Linked DNA regions of Zea mays: region 2 is linked to region 1. A link is a contact called in public Hi-C data. All regions are on one chromosome and are shown on one strand. The core of a region is the stretch at or near the end of the contact, and the rest is flanking DNA. Distances in the headings are between cores, read along the strand shown. Region 1 holds the start of LOC103636641 (basic leucine zipper 6). Region 2 holds the start of LOC100276149 (Protein NUCLEAR FUSION DEFECTIVE 6 chloroplastic/mitochondrial).

Region 1 (5,693 bases), core at 1,195-3,694:
GAAGCCCGACCAAAAACCGGGCCGGGCCTACTGAGCCTGCAGGCTCAATTTTCTGTCCAAGTCCAGCCCGCAGCGGGCCTAAACGGGCCGGGTCGGTCCGTTTAGCACGAAAAACGGGCCGAAAAGCGGGCTAAACGAGTCGGTAAGCACGTTTTAGTGTAAAAAAACGGGCTTAACGGGCCGTGCCGGGCTTGCCCGCCGTGCCTAGTTTCCTGTCCAAGCCCGCCCGCTTATTCGTACCGTGTCGGGCTCGGGCCGGGTCCAAAAAGTGGGCTTCGTGCCGGGCTCACGGGTCTCGTGCTTATTGGCCATCTATAGCAGCAATAATGAATATATATATTATTGTATTCATCCAAGCGTAAAAAGCAATGCCAGTACTGTCCAACCAGTAACACGCTAGCTAACTACCAACCAAGCGACCGGATCTTGCGCGAGGAGGTTCGTTCTCTACCAGCTCGGTGAGACGGTGACACACACACACACACGCAGAGAGAGACACACAGGGACCACCTCCAGGCCATGCAGGATGCAGAGGCATGTGCGCTTGGATCATGGCACTACGTGGGGTTTGGTACGTACCGCGCGCATGCACAGCACAGGACACGGGAGAAGCTAGGAGAGCGCGTCCTTATTGCTTTGCTTCTATGATCCATACCGGCCGGCCGGCCTTCACACGCATGCACATGGGGGGCAAGGCATCACTCGCGACGCTGTTGCTATTGCTAATGCTAGCCAGACTGTGCGCTGCATGCCGATCTATCTATCCATCCATCTACCCCTGCTGTTGGCGCCTACTACGCATGTCATGTGCTGAAACGAAGAGAAGTTACTCTATATACGTCCGTGGATTATGATATCGGTCGTGAGGGGATGTTGATGCATCAAGTGAGAATGCACGTTCTAGAGGTAGGGTCGTTTTGCAGGTCTGGGCTTGACAATCGGCGGTGGTGCTTAGTGTTGGTGCACACGACTTTTTTTGACAGTGTATCTAGCTCCTTCTATCTTTCTTTTCTTTTACATTAATAACAGGGTACCCTTATTACAATGGCTGAATCTATCAGAATTTCTGGGCTTGCAGAGACCGAATAACATCTCATCTCGAGCTGAAGCTTCCCGCCATAATCGTCTAAGAGAAGTTTTTTTTTTCAGACCATTTTGTTCCACGGCATGGATGCAAATGCATCATGCATGCGCGCGCGTCCTTATCGATCTAGGACGTTTGACGGAGAGCTGCTAAATCGTGCTTGCACAATTGCACATGTATGTACGTAGTAATTTCTTGCGCAATGTCCATTATTATATGCATGCTAGTGTTTACGCTGAAGGTAGAATATAATTGGATTATTTACGCTGAGCAAGAATGCAGTCGTAGAAGCTTCATATACGTACTATCGATATTATGTATAGTAATTGTGCGTGTATACGTACCTGCAGTGTTGTGACGCTGCGCTCGAGCTCGGAGATGTACTGCAGCTTCCTCACCCGCGACCTCTGAGCCGACTGCCGGTTGGCAAGGATCCTGCCAGAATTTCAAGCCCGCCGGCCGCGTTTCAGTCCACAGATCAAGATGGATTACCTACCGCCTGCAGGAGAAACGCATTGTTTGCCTGCGCACAATTACGGGCGGCGCACGCATGGTGTGCTAGCTCGTTCGATCGGGCTCACCTCTTCACCCTCTTAGGGTCCCGGATGAGCTCCGTGGAGGCGACGACGGCAGCTTGTCCTCCAGTCGCCGCCGGCGCTTGCGCATCCACGACTCCGTTCTGCTCGCCGCCGCCACTGCCGGTGGAGGGAGCGCCTCCCGCCGGGCCGCCGCGCGCGCCACGCTTATCGCCGTCGCTGTCGCTGCTGCCGCCGTTCTCGGACCCGGCCGCGGACGACCCGCCTCCGCCGGCCTCGTCGGGTGGGAACATGGACAGGAGCTGGTCGTCGTCGAGCCGGTCGAACTCGCCGGCCCCGCCGTCGGCCGGCGCCACCTCGACGAAGGCGACCGAGTCGCTGAGCGACCTGCGGTGCGCGCCCCGCCGCGCCGCCGCGAACTCGGCGAAGTCGTCCGCCCACGCCGCCGCCGCGCCGTGCTGGCCCCCCTCGGGCCAGTGGTGCACCTCGGTCGGGATCCTGGGCGGCAGCTGCTGCGCCATGCAATGCAACCGGCGGCTGGCCTCGCGCGAACAATGTGCGCGGCGGCTCTCGGTCTTAGCCGCGCCGCCAGCAGTGCGTGCTCTCGCTAGCTCTTGCGATTTGGCGCCGGCGCCTGCTGGAGTTTGGTTTTATATATAGTGGTGCTGTGCAGTAGCCGGGCGGGCAGCTTGTGCCGGGGCGAGGACGAGCGAGGGGCATGGAGACGGATGGGAATTGGAACCGGAGGGTCAGTCACATGGGACGAGACTTTTGGAACATGAGGACAGCCTGCGCCAGCTAGCTAGCTAGCGATCCAGTGGAGTGGACGCTCGTTTCGAGTGGCAGCGAAAGCTGAAAAGGGGCAGAGGCAGGCAGTTATGTAGGTGGGCAGGGAATCCCCGTCCACGTGCCGCTGTCCGCCCGCCCGCCCGCGGATCCACCGCTCCTCCCTCGTTTGCTGCCTTGGGCGAGCCGCGAGCGTGGCGACACTGCGGGCGGGCGCTAGAAACGGACCAGCGAGCGGTTGTTGTGCCGCCTAAAAATGGCCGCGTCACTGTCGCCATGCAACGACCGTGGCGCGGGCAGTGGCACGGGTGGGATCGTGTGATGCCGGCCGCCGGTACTTGAAACCAAGCGATTATTTAGGCAATTAGCTAGGGAGAGCGATTACATGCATGTCGTTGTGTTGATCACATGCCGGGACACGAGCTTCGTTTTCATGCAGGGCGCCGTGTCACGAGGATGCGCCCTGCTGGACCACCGCCATGGATGGCCGAGTGATGGCCGGCTTGATTTGTTTGGTGGTGACTGGTGACTTGTGAGCAGGCGATTCTCCATGCCGAGGTGAATCGGAGGTAGCGGCGGCGGAGATGGAGCTGGGTGAGTGCCTAGCACTGCCGGTACAAGAAGCAAACGAAAGTCGCCTGGTCGGCCGTGTCCTCGTCTGGAGCCTGGAGGTTGGAAGGGCGCCTTCACTTGCTTCCATAGTCTGCGCTGCGGTTCGTGTCAGAGATCTACGTAAATAAACAACGGACCCTTTGGTGGCAGCTTTGCGCCCCAAAAACCACTGCGCCCGTATCGTTCCGGCAGACAGCAGCATGTTCGCAAATCCCCTCGGGATCAGAGATCTAACCGTGTGTCCGTCTTTTTCCTCGCCGTCGCTGTCTCTCGCCACTCGGGCTCCCTACTAAGCGCGCTTTCCCTGTTCGGCAGCCAGGATCCAAACCAGTCAGTAACAAAGCCAGCCCAGGATCAAGTGAATCATAGGTTGTCACTCATTCCTGTCACCAGCTCGTTTCCAGATTCGGAACCAGTCCGGAAGGTAGGTGACCTGGACTCGTTCCGGGCCGAGGATTGAGGGATGGGAATTAAAATCAGGCGGGTTTGTTAAACGAACAACTCTAGGAGACTGGACCAAATTCTAAACTGGACTGATTCGTTCCTGCCGGAATGAGGCACGGAATGGGCTTATCCAGCCAAAACTAACGAGGCCTTAGAGTGTTTGGTTGCCCCAACTAAAGTTTAGTTTATTTAGCATCGAATGTTTTAGTCTAATTATAAAACTAATTACACAGATATTGACTAAAAGATAAAATAGACTTATTAAACCTAATTAAGTCTTTATTTAATATTTGTAATTAATATTTAAATAGTTGATGAGATAGGAACTAAACTTTAGCTAGGGCCTAGAAGATACACGAGTTTCAGGATCCAGGAAAGTAGGAAACCGAGTGGCATCTATAGGTTGCCAATGAATCGTGCCTGAGACCAGACCATCATATGCCGTGTCATTTTCGTCGGGACGAAGCACGACACTATTACACGTCGGGTAGTGTCGTGCCATCACGTGGGCATGAGGATTGGCCCAAACACAGCACTGTTGATTTATCTAGATCCTGCAGACAGGTAGTGCTGGCCCAGGACCTGCTCGCTCCATACAGTGTACGACGGGAACTGCAGAAATCATAGATTCATAGTTTAGAAACGGTAGGAATCAGATTCAGATTGAAATACCCGAATGCAGTGAACAGAATTAGCAGCTTCAGTTTGATTACTGTCTTGATGGGCCATGTGTAGGTCTCTCTTGTGGCCCACTATCTAATTTGTGTCGTGGCTAGTGTGCCTAGCACGATGTAATCTATGTCATGGTTTTTTATGTGAGCCCGTGCTGGGCCGTGTCGGGTGGCCCATTTACACTACTGTCGCTGGTGTAGCTGCGGAAAAGAAAAAAAAGGCTTGTGACGGCCGACGACGGGGCACGCGGGTGGGCTAGTCGGCGGCGAGGATGCTGGGGGGTCGCCGCCGCCGCTGGATCCTGCTCGAGACTCTGCTGCCAGTGACTGGCGTGCTAGGCCGTTTGGTGAAAGTAAAAGCGAAACGAACGAGCGCAATTCGGATTCTGTTCCGGCCGCTATGCAAAGGTCGGCCGCTGACTATTAATTCTGTCAATCGGCTCTTCCTAGACACGTGTGTGGCTCAGTGATGCGACTAATCACCGTCCCGTCGGTTTCTGGCTGGGGCACCCACCACCCAGTCTATCTCACGCCTCGCTTTTGTTACTCCCAACCCAACCGATAAGAGCTCTTGTCGTTTATGCCAAGTTCAGGACGTGGACCATCCATCGATCGTGGAACAAGTTGGGCGAGCATGCGTGGGCAAATATCTGCGTGTTGGAAATTAGCTATACTCCCAATTAAGACTCCAGCTTGCATGTACGTACACCAGCCAGCTAACTCTCTGCTGATGCAGCACCTGTGGTGCTGACTGCTACATCTGTTAAGTTCAGTCCGCCTCTCGTTTCAGATAAACTCTACTGGTTTCCTTTTGCCCATCATGATAAACTCTATACTAGAGTTGTTCAGCGTAACAAAGCTATACCGTCTTTAACACATGTTTCTTTTAGGTGCGGATCTTTTTTTTTTTTTTTTTGGTCCCGCTCATGGTGCTTACTTGATTCTCTGTCACTCTTACGGCCGGTCTTCCCACCAAATCTCTCTATCCGATCCGGCCAGGTTCCAGGAAAGAAAGAAAGAAAGAGTCATGATCTCAGGGGAAAAAGTGTAATCTAATTACAGATGATACAGGCATACAGCCGCTGTCTCTACAGATGAGATAGTCTGAACACTGTACAGACTGCTACTTGTCCTGGTGCGATGCCATTGTACTACCTAATTTAGCCCTGCTAGTGTTAGCCTAATAAGGTTAGATTACACAGTAGCAGTACTACTAATCATGGGTGGGAAGCATGGAATTGTTCTTATCTTTTGCTTTTATCCTTAATCTTCGATGGCCGAATCTATTCCTGCCATCGAACGGTTCAGATTGCACCGCCGCCGGAGCACAGACAAAACAACCGATTCCCCACTAAAACTTGGCCACTGCTAAACCAAAAACAAAAACGCTAGCTCGCCATGCTTATCTCGCTCTGCCCACAGCCACGGTGTACGCGGGAGACGCCTCGTTTCTCTGCACATTCAAAATCAGCCACCGGGAGGGAGGCTGCACTGCACTGCACTATCCTATCCCACATGGAAATGGAACTCGATCTGGAACAATGCTCTCACGGTCACGAA
Region 2 (6,313 bases), core at 1,525-4,024, 250 kb after region 1:
CCACACCTAAAACCAATCAAAGGCCCAAAGTTGTCGGTTTTGATAGTCCAATGGTCGAACATACCAGTTTTGAAGTTACATGATCAAAATGAGACTCCGGCGATAGTTTGATAGCTAAACATAGGATTCTTTTGAGAAAAAAATATATATTGAATCTACAAGTTTAAATAATTGCACTAAGAAACTTGATGAAAACAATATTATGTTATAGACGATGAATTTTTCAATAAATTTGAACTAAGCTGGTGTAATTTGACTTAATGTCACAACTGAAGTAAACTACACTCTGTAACCGGAAGAGGCCTACCGTGGGAAGGATTCACCGGATGCGCATAAGGTGAAGATCACCTCCACGTCAAGAAACCATGTGGATTGAGATAATTTTGAAGCTCAATCAGCATTTGAACATACTACGCTTAGACTAAAACGCAAAAGGTGTGAAAACCCTTCTATTAAGTTTATTCATTCCAGATCTACTTGATCAGGCAAGTCGTCAAGACCAAAGTCTTTTTGACAGCTAACCAGCCAAAATAAATCTCAGGATCAATTCTGCAAATTTCATACAAACTGCAATCCCAGAGCACAAAACATGTTAACTGAGACGCCAACCAAGTACTTTAAATTCACGAGGTATCCATAATCCAGACAAGATACCATCACTGCAGATCTCCAGTAACGACAAATCATCCATCTACAAATAGAAACACAATAATCTGGGCTCAAGCTCTAGAATAACATCATATAAATTAACAGCGACGAAAGCTACATTGCTCTATGTTCCATTTATAATGGGCAAAACCAAGGCAACAGAGATGGCAAAATAAATAGCAGTCTAGTCTTCATCCAAGTTGACCTCCATCGCACTAATCACAGGCCTATAGAGATGCAATAAAGTCAAGAAAACAAATACAACTGAGGTAACATAATATTTAGAGCTAGTTTGGGAACAACATTTTCCCAAGGGATTTTCATTTTTTTCAAGGGAAATTAGTTCATTTTCCCTTGGGAAAACGAAAATCCCTCAAAAAATTGGAGTTCCCCAACTAGCCCTTATTGGAGAAATAAACATCATTATTGCACGCTATGCCTATCAGAATCAGCTACCACAGAGGACATTTTGTAAGAAAACAGAAATTTGCTAGAAAATTGTAATAAACGTATCATGTCATGGATGTTCCTTAAAATCGGAACGGACCTGAAGATCTGAGGTGACGGGATAATAATCTGCTAATTCCCATCTAGAGACCGTCACACGTCATCATTACCAGCTGGACCAATACAAAAGAATCAGTCTCTTTTTTTCCTCAAATTTGTAATTAATGATGACGTTGTATTCAAATTTATAAACGCTATTTGTAAACCCATCAATAGTTCGACTTCAGCAAACCATAGGCAAAAGTCGACCCAGGAAAGAAATCTCTCATATTGCCAAAAGGTCCAGAACTTCAATAAAAGATCGCTCAAAGTGACAATGGGAATCTTAGACACGGCACAACGATCGTGGCACAGCAGCGCTAGGTGCATTTTGCAGTTCCAAAAGGAACAATAAAAATATGTGGCTCAATACAATGTATGGCTCATGAAAATGCAGACTTCTTTTGTTCCATATTGTACATGCTAATGTGCAAGTGCACAATAGTCAATAGATGACTTTAAGGCAAGTTCCATAAGATGAAGATAGTGGGCTCTTCTTTCCACAAATCATTCCGACGCGTGAAATAGTGATGGAATCTAGCCATCAACAGTCATTATTGGTGGGATCTATAAAAAGTGTTCACCTTTTGGGTCCCATGAAGTTCATCTAGTTTCAGCTTGACCTACAACAAGGACCATGTGGAAAGTATAAGATTAATTTCAATACAAAACTTCGTTACCATATTTCAGTTTTAATTCGAAAATGTGTATGGTTTCCATGGTGGTAACAAGACGGATACTCAAGGCAAACTAAAAATACATATAGACACAAACCTAGGAACCTGGTTTTATGTCTAGTGATCTGATGTAAGGTAGATATACATTAAGTAATGTATATACAGATTTTTAGGACATCCTACAAATGCTACATGATGCTTGACTTGGCTTGTTAAATTTGTTGCAGCAAACATGATGCTTGAGACCAAAATTACCCCTCCCCCCCCCCCCCCCCCCCCACCCCCCAAAACATCAAATTCTTATCACTGAATTGATGGTCTAAAAAGATATGCATCCACAAAGGAAAACGGGTGCACGTATGAATTGTGATGGGGCATAAGCTATCTCCTATGTGCCAACAAGCAAATATGGTAAATAACAAATTAATCTAACATTGCGACACGAGGAAATGAAACTGAGGCCATGGGAAACCACCTTCTGATAGCCAACCGAATCCCTTGCAAGCCGGGGCGGCGAGAAGCGACGTCATGAGCGCTGAAGCCGTGGCGCTGTGCATGGGCATCAAGGACTCCAGACACACGCTGCTCATTTCCACCGGCGACCTACAGAACGAAACAACAGAAAATAATACGTCTGAGTAACATATTCAAACGGAGCAAAACAAAAATACGACGGCTCCACAGACCCAAAACCTAAGATAGTACACACCTTAGGAGTACACGGGGGGCAGAGGTGGGCATCCGCCTCGGCAGCGGAGCCGGTCCCGGTCCCGCACGCGAGGCGGCTCTGGCCACCGCGCTGCGGAGAGACGATGAGCCGCTGGACCGGAGGAAGGATCTCGCAGCGGAGGCGGCGGCGGCCATTGCGGCGGCGAGGCAGGCGGGTGCTGTGTTCTTCTGCGCTGTGGTGGCCGGCGCGACAGGAGACAGATGCCAATAAACCCTACGCCTGTGCTGGGCCGGGTGTGGCAACCGGTGGTTCGTCGTTGCGACTGATCCTGCGTGAAATTGGCCTGGCTTGGGCTGGGGCGGGCCGGCCGCATGAGTCCGTCATGCAGGTTGGGTTGGCCCATGCGCGGACGGGCATGGCTCCTCCGTCGAACGGAGATGGCGATGGAGATCCCATCCTCAATTCTTCACGGAGTATTTTTCCATTAATATCAGTTTGAAAACATCATTTTTAATGAGATTTTCATTTTCCTAAAATAAATTAATTTATTTTTTCTTAAGAAAATAGAGTTCCAAAACTAGCAAAAAAGTTAGGAATGGAAAAGTTTTTTCCCTCGAGGGAATATAAACAGGAAAAAATTCTCCCCCAATAGATTAACGTGGACTGGGCCATCCTCGTTCCTGTAGGAACCCGATGATTTTTTCTATAAAAATCTCTACTAACTATTAAGGGGGCAGTGTAGACTGCCCCCGCCTCATCCCCTCCTGCCCGCCCCCGCCGCGATTCTCTAACGTCCGCGGATCACGCGCACGATCCGCGCACGTTGACTGCCCCCGTCGCCGCGATCCCCCTCACCCCCCGCCGCGAGATTCCCCTCGCCCCCCGCCGCCGCGATTCCCCTCGCCCCCCACGTCGCAAATCCGCTCACGCCCTCGGATCACGCTCGCCCCCCACGCCGCGAATCCCCCGCTACGCCCGTCTCCCCCGCCTCCCCCACGCTTCCTCCGCACGTCGTCCACTGCCGCTCTGTCCATGGATTCGCTTCTCGCGCCGCGCTCCCCTGGTAAGCTCGGTGACGAAAAACCTCCATCCCGCGCCGGCGCCGCTCGCGATGTCAAGCCAGTCGTTATCCTCTCATCCCGCTCGCGATGCCCGGATCCCATCGGCACATGAACACCTCCACGGCTGCCCCCACACCGCCACCAAAACCCCTCTCGCTACCCCCTCCCCCAAACCCTAGCGCTCACTCTATCTCTCTCTCTCTCTATTCGTGACAGTCACCACCAAGGCACCAACAAAACCCCTCTCGCTCCCCTTCCCCGCCAAACCCTAGCGCTCACGGTTTCTCTGTTCGTCGGCAATGGTGGTGGCGGGGGCGAGGAGGAGGCCGGCGAGAGCCGCAAGCTCTTCGTGGGCAAGATCCTAGCTGGGGCGCAGGAGCCAAAGCTGCGGGCCCACTTTGTGGTCACGACGAGCTAATCGAAGGTAACGACCAGCTATTCCGAAAATGAATCTTCTAAGGCTTTTACATGTGTTTGTGATTCGTTTCAAACGGTGGGCGAATCACGCGTGTTTGATTCCGGTTGACTTCGATTGCTAGGCTGCTTGCTTTCGCCTCACTCCTTGCAGCAGTGGGTGCTACTTGCATCTTTGTTTCTGTCTCCTTCCTCGCCGCATAGCAACAACAACAGTTGCAGGGGCACGTGTAGAAGGTTGGGGGACAGGTGGAAGAGGACAAGCAGGAAGGCGACCTAAGGTGGGCACCACTTTGTGGTCACGACGAGCTAATCGAAGGTAACGACCAGCTATTCCGAAAATGAATCTTCTAAGGCTTTTACATGTGTTTGTGATTCGTTTCAAACGGTGGGCGAATCACGCGTGTTTGATTCCGGTTGACTTCGATTGCTAGGCTGCTTGCTTTCGCCTCACTCCTTGCAGTAGTGGGTGCTACTTGCATCTTTGTTTCTGTCTCCTTCCTCACCGCAGAGCAACAACAACAGTTGCAGGGGCACGTGTAGAAGGTTGGGGGACATGTGGAAGAGGACAAGCAGGAAGGCGACCTAAGGTGGGCACTGAAGGCCGAGGATGGACATGAAATTGCAACTTGTTGTCGCAAAGGTATTAGAACCCAATGCATTTCTTTGTATCCCGTATTTAGCTTCCTCTTATCTTTGTTCGAAATTGCAACTTGGTGTTTGGTCATTCGATTTTAGGGATGGGCTCATCGCCCCCTTAGAATCTCTCTCTAGATAGTTTATGTAGTTTATTTGCGCTGCCCTCATACTTGGACCTTGAGACCTTTACCTTGGTGTAAAAGGATTTATTTTTACAGTGAATTGAAAGTTGGTAGTTGTAATTCCCTGTTGCAATAGTATGTGTCGCATGCTTGAAGAACACAAGAAGTTGACAGTAGATTTAAACCTGTAGCATTAGAAGATGTTATATGATGTATTTTGGTCCTTACTTTGTATGGGTATGCATTTCAAGTTTATCATTATACATGTAGCAGAGTGAAATAACATATTTCTGTAAGTCCAACAACATATAGGATCTTACTAACATGCTCTCTCTGATTCACAATATTTGTCCATGGCATATAGACAAAAGGATGATGCAATGTCCACCGAGTGTTTTCTGGAATTGACTAACACACGCATCTGACAGTAACAGAGTCAGAAGAAATGCAAGCAGTACAAGTTTGTAAGATAAGCTACCTTACCCTTTATTCTGGTTTGGAAGTCAAAATAGTTTGTTTCTCTGTATGCAGCATGTGAGATTGTGATTGAAATAATCCTTATAGCTAATCTCTCTATAGTTGCCTCAATTTTAGAATCTATTTAACTTCTCAAGAATACAATGATAAAAAATTATGAGTCAATTTTAGAATCTATTTAACTTCTCTTGCTGAGACCTGACCAAGAATTATGGTTTTCTGCATCTGGTTACTCTTACCTATGTTTCAAACACAATTTCAATCTGTCAGTTGTGATTGCGTTTGATTACTTTTCTGCATCAAGTGTCTGCAATTCGCGAGGATGGTGGCATTGTTTCCGTGAACTAAACCATGGATCACGTGCTCGCAGGACTGATGGGCGACCATCTCGCGTTGATCGTGGACCGGCTGCTGACAGAGTCGACGCTGGAGGCGGCGATCGGCGGTGGGAAGCAGATGGTCGATTTGCGTCAAGAGACGGTGGACGTCGAGTACTGCCATCGCGGGCTAGGCAGCGGCTCGGCGACGAAGGTGATGGAGTGCAGGATTTGCCAGGAGGAGGACTGGGACACCTGCATGGAGGCCCCCTACGCCTGCTGTGGCAACCTCAAGGTACCTGACCTCTTTATTCACGCTATGTTTTTATTTGGGACCAAAATAAATGCTCCAATCGAGGCGACGAGTTCTGTGGCGAAGGAGCTAATAGAGCGTTGTTTGCTCCTAAAGTTTGTGGCGAGGTTTTGGTCTTAGTAGTCTTTGCTTTTAGTTCAGAGATGATCTGTGTGCCAGACTTAATAATTGGCGCGGTAGTCATTTGTTGTTAGCTGCTTCCAGTACCACACATGAAATTTCTAAGGTTTAAAATCAATTCAGATTTAGGCAAGAAAGAAAATATTATCGGGTTCTGGTTTTGTATTGCTGAGCATCACTACAACTGACAGTGAATTTTTTTTGTGGTACAAGTTAAATTTCTCATGTACTGAAGATTTGTGTTGTAGTCAAACAACTGATAAACCATTCAGGACCGGACACAGGAGGCGTCTTGAATTGGCCTTCTGG

Evidence for each region. Hi-C and Micro-C count contacts between places; a contact is called where the count stands out from the background.
Region 2: a contact with region 1 is called in a Hi-C map of tassel, with 4 times the contacts expected there. The contact joins the promoter of LOC100276149 here to the promoter of LOC103636641 in region 1. A contact is called at or near these places in 3 of 25 Hi-C or Micro-C datasets (ear, leaf and tassel).

What each region holds. Positions count from the first base shown.
Region 1 is chr8:180,419,369-180,425,061 of Zm-B73-REFERENCE-NAM-5.0, forward strand. LOC103636641 (basic leucine zipper 6) reads right to left here and starts at 2,445. Exons shown (of 4, transcript XM_008658997.4): 1 at 1,666-2,445; 2 at 1,429-1,519. The coding sequence starts at 2,141.
Region 2 is chr8:180,668,395-180,674,707 of Zm-B73-REFERENCE-NAM-5.0, forward strand. LOC100276149 (Protein NUCLEAR FUSION DEFECTIVE 6 chloroplastic/mitochondrial) reads right to left here and starts at 2,775. Exons shown (of 4, transcript NM_001159440.1): 1 at 2,581-2,775; 2 at 2,347-2,474; 3 at 1,779-1,817; 4 at 562-875. The coding sequence starts at 2,735. The coding sequence ends at 1,798.